Regions from separate parts of the Gossypium hirsutum genome. Here region 1 is linked to region 2. Evidence: chromatin contacts called from public Hi-C data. All regions are on one chromosome and are shown on one strand. Each heading gives the region's core, a stretch centred on a gene start, on an enhancer-like site or on the middle of the called end of the contact. The rest is flanking DNA. Distances are from core to core; before and after follow the strand shown. Region 1 has its middle 11 kb from the start of LOC107900352. Region 2 holds the start of LOC107901610 (EIN3-binding F-box protein 1).

What was found. A called contact is a pair of places that touch in the nucleus more often than the background predicts.
Region 1: a Hi-C map of leaf shows a contact between it and region 2, with 2.3 times the contacts expected there. The contact joins the enhancer-like site here to the promoter of LOC107901610 in region 2. A contact is called at or near these places in 6 of 34 Hi-C or Micro-C datasets (callus, leaf and seedling).

What each region holds. Positions count from the first base shown.
Region 1 is chrD06:23,492,465-23,498,593 of Gossypium_hirsutum_v2.1, forward strand. No RefSeq gene overlaps it. Among protein-coding and RNA genes, the nearest start is that of LOC107900352, 11 kb to the left of the region's middle. Within about 2 kb of position 4,592, at least 3 of the 9 cell types and tissues checked have an H3K27ac peak or open chromatin away from gene starts, as enhancers often do. A contact at or near this core is called in leaf, where this site is marked.
Region 2 is chrD06:23,279,246-23,285,124 of Gossypium_hirsutum_v2.1, forward strand. It overlaps LOC107901610 (EIN3-binding F-box protein 1), which reads left to right and starts at 2,582. Exons shown (of 2, transcript XM_016827681.2): 1 at 2,582-3,021; 2 at 3,835-5,879. The coding sequence starts at 2,997. The coding sequence ends at 5,765.

The DNA of each region.
Region 1 (6,129 bases), core at 3,342-5,841, 220 kb after region 2:
ATAGCATGCCATGCATATATTGAAATTATGTCATATAGATTAGGTAAGGATTCCACTAGGACTATTGTATAAACATTCTTGAAATATGAAATAAAAAAGACCTTGCATATTATTTTAAAATATTGAGTGGGAAAAGGTCCATTAACAAGACTTATGACCTCCATTGATGGTCCCTAAGTGATAGTTTGGTAAAGTTTCGAGCTGGTTCCTACCCTGGTCGCACCTTAAAGTAAACTTTATCATGTGGGTTCACTAGATGAGATTTCCTTTTAAGGACAACTAGTCATGCATGACTCTCAGTGAGATTGTCCTAAGATGACTCACAAATGAAAGCTTGTTCATGATGGGTGTTAAGTCAATGGTTACACACTTAAGATCTTCTCTTATTAAATAGTTTCCTAAGAAACGATATTTAAGTTAGAGATGAAGGTCAAACATTAAACGATCATTGGTTTGTATGGAGTCTTGAGAATTAAGATTCACAAACTGATTGGATGTAATCCATGTTCTTGCTAGTTAATCATGAGACCCCAAAGTGACATGATTTATGGGTGTGAGAATGATCATAGTAATGGAAAAATGTTTTTTTTAAGGTTTTAATGCAAGACACATACATCATACTACATTATTGATATGTTGCTGGAATGAAATTATTTACTTAATACAAAGATAATAATTAGTGAATCTTTACTTTTCAGTTCAAATATGTCTCCTACTCCTCTTATTAGCATTTTTACTAATAACAAATTGAATGGGGATAACTTTTGAGAATAGAAACGGAACTTGCTAATAGTTCTCAATTGTAAGAAACACAAATTCGTTTTTGATGAAACATGCCCTCTTGAAGCTCAGCCCAAAGCGAGAAATCCCTAGAGAGATTCTAACTCGATTTCTTGATGTTATATGTTAGCCAGCATAAGTAGTGTGTTGCAAAAACAACACGAGAATTTTCATACTGCCAAAGAAATCATGACAAATTTGGAGGATTTTCTCAGAGGCCAAGTCGCACTGGCTTGATAATCCACTATTACAAATTTGGTAACTCTCAGCAGAAACTCGACACTCCAGTCAAAGAACATATGCTTAAGTTTATGAGATTCTTTGCAGAAGCAGAGGACAATGGGGCTGAACTAGACGTGAACATTCATATTGAAATAGTGTTCAAATATTTAAAGAAGGAGTTTGCTGGTCTTAGGGCCGCTTACAAATTGGGTGCTTCAAACACGTACTTCAAAGGGTGCTTCAAAAATCAACTAATTTTATCAAACACGTGCTTCAAAGGGTTTTTAGTGTTCATAACATGTTTCAAAACATACCCGAGATTCCCGGAGGAAGGGCACTTTTGTTAAGCTTTTAGTGGAAATGGTAAGAAAGCTCGTCTAGCTAAGTGAGCTTTCTTACTACCACCACTCAAAACTTGACAAAAGTGCCTTGATCCCGGGTAAGATTTAAGGCTCCTCTTTTAGATATTTGATGAAAACACCTCTCTTGCGACACGTTTTCAGCCACGTGGTTTTCTTCTTCCCAATCTCACTCGCCTCCACACCTATAAAAAAGGGGCTTTCCCTTCATACTCCATCATCCTTAAACCCATAATTTCTCTTGACCTTCATATCTCCACTTTATAATATTTTTCTCTCTCGATTTTCCTCCCCACTTCAGTGTTAAAAAATTTTGTCGCTAATAAAATTTCCTGTTTGATGTATTCTTGAGTCGACGGTGAGGTGATATCGCTCTGAAACATACCTATTTTTTATATCCTACCGAGATGAGACCATTACCTCAAAAACTTATCCTATGAAAGTTGGGTTCCGGGGTGATTTTTCTTTCTATGGTCACGAGTGAAAGTCTACATAGAGGTCTCAGCAATAGTTATGAGGTCATGTATAGGAGTATAACCTGGGAGCCAATTGATGGTTGCTATGCGGACACCAACTCAAACTTTTCAGCTACTCGGAGATGTTGCCTTATAAATTCAATACAGAAGTTTGCAGGCATAATCATAAGGAAAAACTGTGGGGCTTCCCGATATAATCAATGTAATTTTTTCTTCATTTCTATGTAGCCGTTATCTTTAACCTTCCTTCTTATTCGAAGGTCAGCACCGCCGTGGATGCAAGAAGGCTCTTTGGCGGGCATCGGCTATTGCGGTGTAGTAAAGGTGATGCTCCTTTCGAGGTGACAACAGTTGCCGTTATTAAACAATATATTAATAACTACAACCATTGTCGCGCCGACCCAAGTTTAACCTTTATTGTGCCGAAACATTCCTAAGAGCCTTCTTATGTCCACCTCGGTGTCAACCTTCGGATAAGAATTAAAGGTTAAAGATACCAGTTACTTGGAAATAGAGAAAAAAATTATGTTGATTACACCAAAAAGCCCTTCGTTTTTCCTTATGATTATGACCTCAATCTTATATATGGTATATATAAGGCATTATTTGCAAGTATCCAAAAAGCTTGAACTTGTGATCGCATAACAAACGTTAACTGGCCCTCAATTATACTCAAACCCGTGGCTGTATCACGGCCGTCAATTGGGACCTCTATATAGACTTCAACCCGTGACTGTATGAAGTACTGTCACCCCGAAACCTAACTTCTATAAGATGGGTTTCTAAGGTAATGGTCCTATCCCAACATGACATATGAAAAATATGTGTTATGAAACGCGTTATTGCATCCCTGCCCCCTCAAATCTACTTATAAACTTTAACGGTTTCACTTTTAAAACTTTAAACCCTAAACTTTAATTCTTAACAAAAACCTTAACCTTAAAAAATTGAAGGCCGAGCTAGGCGCACTTTCGTGCTTTCACACTTTCTCTCCAAAATCGGCCTATTTCCCTAAATTTCGAAAAAAATGGGCTAATATGCCAATTAAAAAAACAAAAATGGCACATTAGGCTTATTTAGCCAAGTCAATAAACTAATTCAACTCACAAATTGCCCATATATGGTCTATATAAGTAGGACTCAAACCTAAGATCTTGCTTTTCTCAAGACCTCAATCTTGCCATTGAATTGTGGTTGCAACTAAAAACTTGTAATATATACACTATATGTGATCATATTTGCCATGTATTTTAGAAATGGGTTAAAATTTACTTTTCATCCATGTACTACGTGTAACATGTTAATTAAATCATTAAACTTTAATTTCATTTTTAGTCCCTATAGTTTTAAAATTTTAGTCATGATTAAATTGTGGTTGCTAAATTCATCAAATTAATCTACTATTTCCAAAACTTGATGTGACAAGCATATTATCACATGTGTAGTGTCATATTAGCTTGTTATTTTTACATATTACTCATATAAAAGCCATTTAATGGATTTAATGGCTATTGCTTGCATCAAGGTTGAAAATTTGAAGTTTAAAAATTATAGGGACTAAGAATGATCCAGTTGGAGAATATTAACTAAATTTATAATTTTACGCATAGTATGAAACTAATTATAGAAATTAACCAAGTGGATTTAACAACTACTCTAAAGTATAATGACCAAAACTGATCAAATTAAAAAAGTACAATCGCTAAAATTTACCAAATAAAAGTATAAAGACTAAATACACGAGTTACATAGAGTGTAGGGACTAATAGAAGAAATTGACCTTTTTAAAATGCCCTTAATTTAAAATAAAAATCCTATAAAAAGTAGAATCTTGGTCTAGGGAGATTTTTGGTTCTTTCCTCGTTGTCTGTCTATCTGTATTGTCTGCTGGTACTTTGCAAGTTGTTAATGAAAAGATAAGGTAAGTACGCAATGGAATCTGCAAACTATGGTTTTGGGATTAGGAATCCAAGGGTGACTTCACAATGTCAAAAAAACAAAGCTTTTGTTTGCTTTAAAATTCGCGATTCGCACGGTTGGCAAGAGCTTTTGGGTTCTTAACACACAATTATCATATGCAGGTTTGCATTTTAGAACTCTACAGTTAAGTTGTTTAGGAAATGGGTTAGATCTCGAGAAAAATAATTTTGGCCTGAGTCTAGTTTGAATTTGTAAAAATTAAAAAAAAATTGTTTTTTTTTTAATTTTTTTACTGTTTTGTTGCTATTTTCTTATTGTTTTATCATTATATTGCTATCATTTTACTATCATATTATTATTATTTGGATATTGTATAACTATTATTTTATTGTTAATTTTGATACTATTTTAGAGACGTTTGCTTGTTAAGTTGCACCTATCTTAATGTTATTTAAGTATACATATTTTTAATTTTTTTTAATATTTTGGAAATATTTATTTTAATATTTTTAATATTTTTGATGTATTATATATATTTTAAAAAATTTATATAAAAATTTAATACGGGCAGCCAGGCCGAATTCAAATTTTAACATTTTTAACTAAGTCGGATATGGACAAAATTTTAGATTCAATTTTCAAACTTGGGCTTAGTAAACGAGCCTAAAATTTTGGCTGAGCTCTACCCGAATCAGACCCAAAAACACCTATATTTTACGATCTTACTTTATATTTTAACCTGATTTGAACTAAACTAAAAATTTTAAAAAGAATTCAAGCGGACCTACCCAATGGATAAATCTAGAGTGGGCTCATCCTATGGACCCTAACTCCTATAAGTTAATTTCCATCGCATTATCTAGGCACTATCACCTTTCCCGTTTTAAAGTCCAATTCATTGGGCCTGGCTTTTTATGTAATTCTGTTTAATAACTCTAACATTAATTTAAGGCGAGTTTAACGCTACTGTCAGAAAAAGCTTGGCTCGATAATAATATGTTTAAAACGTATGAAAAAACAATAATTTGGAAAACTTTCAATTATTTAGTATATTAGGATAAATTTTAAAATTATATATTAATTTTAATTTAATATGCAACTTTATATATAAAATTTTAATTTGATTTAAAATTCATAAACTATTAATACAATTGTTGGTATAACATTTTTTTATATTTATATATTGTATACACAAATAATTATATTTTTAAAATATGTATGCTTAAATCAAAATTAATATTTCATATATACATTTGAACCACAAATAAAGTTTTATGTGTATAATTATACTAAATTAAAATTCATGTATCAAAGTGTACACTTTATATGTAATTTTAAAATAAAAAAGTGAGAATAATAAAATCGTTTCATCTAAAATCTAATTTCCAAAAGCTGTAAGCATAATTTTCTTTTTTATCTTTTCAGCTTGATTTGTCGAACCATAATTTTAAGGGAAAATACGAAAATGCTGTACTCATTTAATATTACTGTGAAAAAAACAAAATTTAACCTCAATAGTTATGCCAACAATCATATTTTGTCCGAGATGATCTCGAAGGGATTATTATTTTGAAGTTACTATTATTATACTAATATTATTTTTAATTATTATATTTTTAGCTTAAAAAAAGTTATTATATTTTAAAAGAGAGAGAAGAAATAGATATTATCGAAAGAGATAAGAAAAGTTTAGGGGGAAAAGAGACTTTGAGAAAGATCTACAAGGAAGGAGAGAATTGGGAGAAGTGGAGCATGACCATTAGAAGCTAAAGTAGAGGAAAGCAAAAGAGAAAGAGATGGGGTTTTGGTAAAAGCCCTTCATGCATTACAACTTTGATCACTTTCACTTTCTTACACTTCTAATCTCACCATAAGTTCCAACACCCACTACTTGAACTTTCATCATCCCTCAACCCTCTCAGTTCACCACCTACAAGCAAAATCTGAAAAAGAGGATAAAAGCAGTACCCATGATTATGAAGTAGGACTTGCTATCGAAAATTTTGAAGTTTAGTTCTCTCGTCACTCCAAGTTTTCAACCCAAAACTTTTGGATCTTTGATACCCCATTTATCGTGGTATTTACATGTACATATGTTCCTCTCATGGCACCTCGGTTTTTACATATATCTCTGTGTATAGATATATCCATGTGTTTCTACATATATCTGTGCAATTATGTAATTAAATTATGTGTGGTTTGAAGGTGCATATCATATGTATTTGATATGTATTTGTAATTATATGTTAGATGTGTATAGTCGTGTTTTATATGTGACTTGAAATCATTTCTCCTATCCTAAGTGTGTGTAATTATGTAGACTATGTGTCTCTCGTAGCATCTTGTATGTGTGCATTGAGTTGTGTTGTTCT
Region 2 (5,879 bases), core at 1,332-3,831:
GCTGATTATTGTATAATTTAAATATGATTTTTAAAATGAGAGTTTGGTTGGGTCAAATTATTTATATTATTTGATTTATACTAATTTTAGATTGAAGTGAATTAATTTTTATTATCAAGAATTAAATTGGAATATAGAATTTGGATAAACCTAAGCCTCAAGAATATTTATATTTATCCTTTTAACATGCAATAAATTTCAATGCTTTCTTATCTTAATCATGCATGTTCGATCAACGTATATTCATATTCCTAAATTGCGCAAGATAACGTATAACAGCCCAACAATTTGACACGTTTGAAAACATGTTTTTTTTGACTTTTTGGTAATGAGTTTTGCATGCTCTTCCTTTCTTGTCTCAAATAAAATGCTAAATTTCCATTTTAAGGTGTAACAATGTTATTATTTATTTCTTACCTTTCCCCCCCTTCTATAAAATTTCCCACAGCTGTATAGCTTTATAAAACAAGGCATGAAAGGAAAAAAGCTTTAACTCATAACGTTGCTTAATTAAGGTTGGATAACGTTACTTAATTAAGTCAGTTCTATGAATTGGGACGAATCCTTTATAAAAGTACTATATAATTAATGATTTATGCCTAATAATAAAATATTAGATAAACTACAAAATTGTCATTTTTGTTTGTTTCAGATTACATTTTAGTCACTTATGTTTGAAATGTTACGTTTTAATCACTTACGTTATCGTTTTATTACAAAGTGGTCTCTACCATTAAGCTCCGTTACCTCCCTAACGACGGTCCTACGTGACAGTCCAAATGAGTTTTAAATTCCAACTTAGATGTCCTACGTGGTAGTCTAAATTAAATTTATTTAATTAAAAACCTATTTTCATTCCAGCAACTGGACATCCAAGTTAGCATTTAAAACCAATTTGGACTGCCACGTAGGACTGCCGTTAGAGAGGTAACGAAGTTTAACAGTACAGTGACCACTTCGTAATAAAACAATAACGTAAGTGACTAAAATGTAACATTTCAAACATAAGTGACTAAAATGTAATCTGAAGTAAATGAAAGTGACTATTTTTATAATTTACCCTAAAATATTTCTCCTATTTGTAATCACCTAGGTCTAAACGTAGAGGATTTATTTCTCATCTAAAAACAAAATTTTATAAATTTTAATACAATAAAATATGCTTTAATTTTTTTATAGAATTTTAGTTGGTTTATTTTTATTTAAAAAATTTAATCTCTCTATTTTTCTAATTAAAAAGTAAGTTCAATTGTTAGCACTATTACAATTCCTTTATTAAATTTAAGTTCATTACAACATTATTTTCTTGTCACATGGCTACCAAATGAGTTTCTTTTTTCTTTTTAAAAATTAAAAATGTCACGATAACAAATTCAACAAAAGAATTTTAATAGTATTAATAATTGGGCTTGAATTTGAAATTTGAAAAGAAGAGGGGTTAAATCCCTAGACATAATAAAAAGTTGAGGGACTAAATTTAAAATGTAGGAAGATTATAGGGACTCAAAGCATATTTTAGCCTTTTATATATTTGGGTTGTTTTTATATTGTATATTTTAGGATTAATATATCATTTGCCACCTTAGCTTAGTTTCAATGTTCAATTTGGTATCCATACCAAACAACATCATATAATCCAATGAATGTTTAACTCGAGTGCTTTAGTAAAAATGCATAGGTACTTAATTGGGAAAAAAAAGGTTAGGTACCAAATTGAACATCAAAGTCAAACTCAAGTACTCAATTACAACAAATTAAAAAATTTAGGTACCGAATATTGAAGCCAAACTTAAGTATCAAATTGGAGAAAAAACTCAAGTACCAAATTAAATATTAAAGACAAACTCATGTACCAAATAGTATATATTAACCCTATATTTTAGGCAAAATTATAATATCAATAATTTATTTTATATAAATTTTGATACTTTAAATTATCATATTTTTAACAATGATTTAATTTATATCATAAGTTATTTAGTTTCTACCTACAAAACCGAAGCTTAACATAGATCATATAAGGAAAAATACCTATCATATATGGAATTGCTTCACATATTTGTAACTTTTCATGGATTTATGAGAGGAAAAAAAGACATCTATATTTCAAATTGACAATTTATGATCGGAGAACAAAAAAAAAAAACAGTAAGATTATAATTGAAATTTCACTATGATCAGAAAGATCAATGGTAGTATAAAATCCAGAAATTACTCCCTCTATTTTATTTGTCAAAATTTAGTTCGAAAGTCAAGAAGTTAGTTTAATTATCGGTCATACATGGATTTGAATTGGTGAATTTTATTAATTCGTTTCATATAAATTGTTTAATTATTATTTTTACTGATGTGGTGCGTATGAATAGTTGAATTGTTATTTTATATAAAAAATATTTAACAGTGTTATCCAATTAAATTAACTTGTTAATTTTCGTAAAGCAAAAGGGAAATACCTTAACCAATTAAAGTAGGAGGACTAACTTCTTAATTCTTGTAAAATAAAGGGACCAATTAAAATAGACTCAATTTTAAGATAATAAAGGGAGTATAACAACAAATAGGCCAATTATAAAAAACCAACAAAAGCAAAAGTGGTAAGTGGTATTGAAAATGGTGGTGGGGGAGAAGATAGAGAGTATTGAAGGGGAAAAAAAAAAAAACGACATTTTTGCTCAAATACATTGCATGTGGGTATCTTTCCAGTGTATTATCACATACCCAAACCTCTCTCCTCTCATCATAAAAACAACCCCTTTTTTCCTTTACCTCTCATCTTTCATTTCTCATTCTCCACAGTTTCTTTCTTTCACTCTTTTTTTTTGCCCTATCTAATAGGGTTCCCATCATCTTCAAGCTCCAGTCTTTCTCATGCATTCGTGTCTTCAAGCCATACACGGTGACGTTTTAGCCTTCTTCCTTTTTGGGTCTCTCTTTGGAGGGTTTTTGGGCGTGGAACAGTGCATATTTGACCTCCCGGGGTTTTTTGAGCTGTACTCATGTCAAAGCTCTTTGCTTTTAGTGGTAAGCTCCTCATATTTGCTAGTTATTGTTTTTTTTTTTTGTAAAATTTTCAGCTGTTGTCTTATATGTGGATACCCTTTTTCTTTATATGAACAAATTTTAGATTTTTGAGTTATCTTAGGTAACTTAGGGTACTCGTCTTTATCGTTATTGTAAAAGTATCATGGATGGTTTTAATAGCCTTTTAGCAAAGATTTTTGTTTCATGGTATTTGGTTGACTGGATAAATGTGGAATTTTTTAGTCTTGGCTGTAAATTAGTTAATTCAGTTAGATAAGGGAGGAAAAAAATTAGCAGCCTTTAGGTGATTCTAGTTGTAGATTAGGTGCCTTTGGAACCAATCTGATTGTTCATTTTTTTCATGCCACTTATTAGTTTAGCCCTCAACTGTCAAATATGTGAAGAGATTTTGATGTTATGGACGAACTTTGAGGATGTTTCTTACCTTAATTTCTTTTATGGTTTTATGATTCTTTCTACTTGAAAGCAATAAAGGAGTTTTGGTTGTAGATCAGGTCTATTCTGAATGGATCTGTTCGGACGACTGTCTTTTAGGCAGTAGGTTGTTTGTTCAGTTACATAGGACAGGACTACATCTGAGATGGATTTTTCTGAGTTATAAGCTCCATCTAGTTCATGGATCTTGTATGGTGTGAAAGTTAAATATTCTTAGGTTTCTTTGTTAGCCTCCTTATGTAGCTCTTAGGTCCCTAGACAAGTGCTATTTGATCAATAAACATCTTTCAAACATTTTAGCTCGGTTTTCTTGTAATTTGCTTTGTTGATCTCATAGTTCTTTGTATTGGTTTGCAGGAAGTGATGATTTTTGCCCTGGGGGGTCAATCTACCCAAACCTCAAGGAGTCAAGTCTCTTTTTGTACCCTAACCAGGATGTGTATTTCCCTCCTTGCAAGAGGTACCGCATCAGTGCCCCATTCGTTTTCGCTGGAGGGAAGTTTGAGCAAAAGAAGCCTTCAATCGAGGTCCTCCCCGATGAATGCTTATTTGAAATCTTCAGACGGTTACCTGGAGGCCAAGAGAGGAGTACCTGTGCTTGTGTTTCCAAGCGCTGGCTTACACTTGTAAGCAACATCCGTAGAGATGAAATCAGTGATAATAAAACCCCCCAAGCTTCGGATCTTGAGCACGAGAATACCGATAAGAAAGGTGGAGTTTCTTCTGAGGATGTAGATTTGGATGTTGAGGGTGATGGATACCTCTCAAGGAGTTTGGATGGGAAGAAAGCAACAGATATTAGACTTGCATCTATTGCTGTCGGAACAGCTAGTCGTGGAGGATTGGGGAAACTTTTCATTCGAGGAAGCAAGTCCAGGCATGGAGTAACTACTGTTGGCCTCAGAGCCATTTCCCGCGGGTGCCCTTCTTTAAGGGTTCTTTCCTTGTGGAATTTGTCTTCTGTTGGAGATGAAGGTCTTTGCGAGATTGCCAACGGGTGTCACCAGCTAGAGAAGCTTGACCTTTGCCACTGTCCCTCAATTACTGATAAGTCTTTGCTTGCTGTAGCAAAGGGCTGCCCTAACTTGACTGATCTGACCATCGAGGGTTGTGCAAACATTGGAAATGAAGGTCTTCAAGCAATAGCACGTAGCTGTCCCAATCTAAAGTCCGTTTCCATCAAAGATTGCCCCCTTGTTGGAGATCAAGGAGTTGCGAGCCTGTTGTCTTCAGCCTCATATTCCCTCACAAAAGTCAAGCTCCAGGCCTTGAACATCACTGATGTCTCTCTTGCTGTTATCGGACACTATGGCAAGGCAGTGACCGACCTTTCTCTCACTAGCCTTCCAAATGTGAGTGAAAAGGGCTTCTGGGTAATGGGTAATGGTCATGGACTACAGAAATTGAAATCTTTCACAGTTACATCCTGCCGTGGAGCGACAGATTCGGGACTTGAAGCTGTTGGAAAAGGTTGCCCGAATTTGAAGCAGTTATGCCTCAGTAAATGCCCTTTCTTATCTGATAAGGGGTTGTCGTCTTTAGCCAAAGCAGCCGGTTCACTAGAGTGCTTGCAACTGGAGGAGTGCCACAGAATCTCCCAGTTTGGGTTTTTTTGCTCCCTTATTAACTGTGGTGCAAAGTTGAAGGTTATTTCCTTTGCAAACTGTTTAGGCATTAAGGACCTAAACTCGGGATTGCCACCTCTATCCCCTTGTGAATCCCTTAGATCTTTGTCCATCCATAACTGCCCTGGTTTCGGCGATGCTAGCTTGTTTGCGTTGGGGAAGTTGTGCCCTCAACTGCAGCATGTAGAGTTGTGTGGGCTTCATGGAATAACAGATGCTGGGGTTCTCCTGTTGCTCGAGAGTTGTGAGGCTGGTTTATTAAAGGTTAATCTCAGCGGTTGTGTGAATTTGAGCGACAAAGTTGTTCAAACGATCTCCAACTTGCATGGGTGGACTCTAGAACTGCTGAATCTCAATGGTTGCAAGATCAGCGACGCTAGTTTAGTTGCAATTGCCAAAAACTGTCAGTTGCTAACTGATCTCGATATCTCCAAGTGCACCATCACCGATTCTGGAATCGCAGCTCTGGCTCATTTCAATCCGATTAATCTGCAGATCCTTTCGGTATCTGGGTGCTCTATGGTTTCAGACAAAAGCTTGCCTTCACTTGGAAAACTGGGTGAGACCCTCTTGGGGTTAAACCTACAGCAATGCAAAGCAATCAGCAGCCGTGCCGTGGAGCTACTTACGGAGCAGCTATGGAGGTGTGATATCCTTTTCTAAACTAATGCATACAAACTCCTCCATACATAGATTTTTCAGAACAGCCTTTGCAAGTAGCCAGCAGCTTTTTCCTCCAGTACTTGGTCCCCTTTTCCAGGGAATACGGTCGTTCTT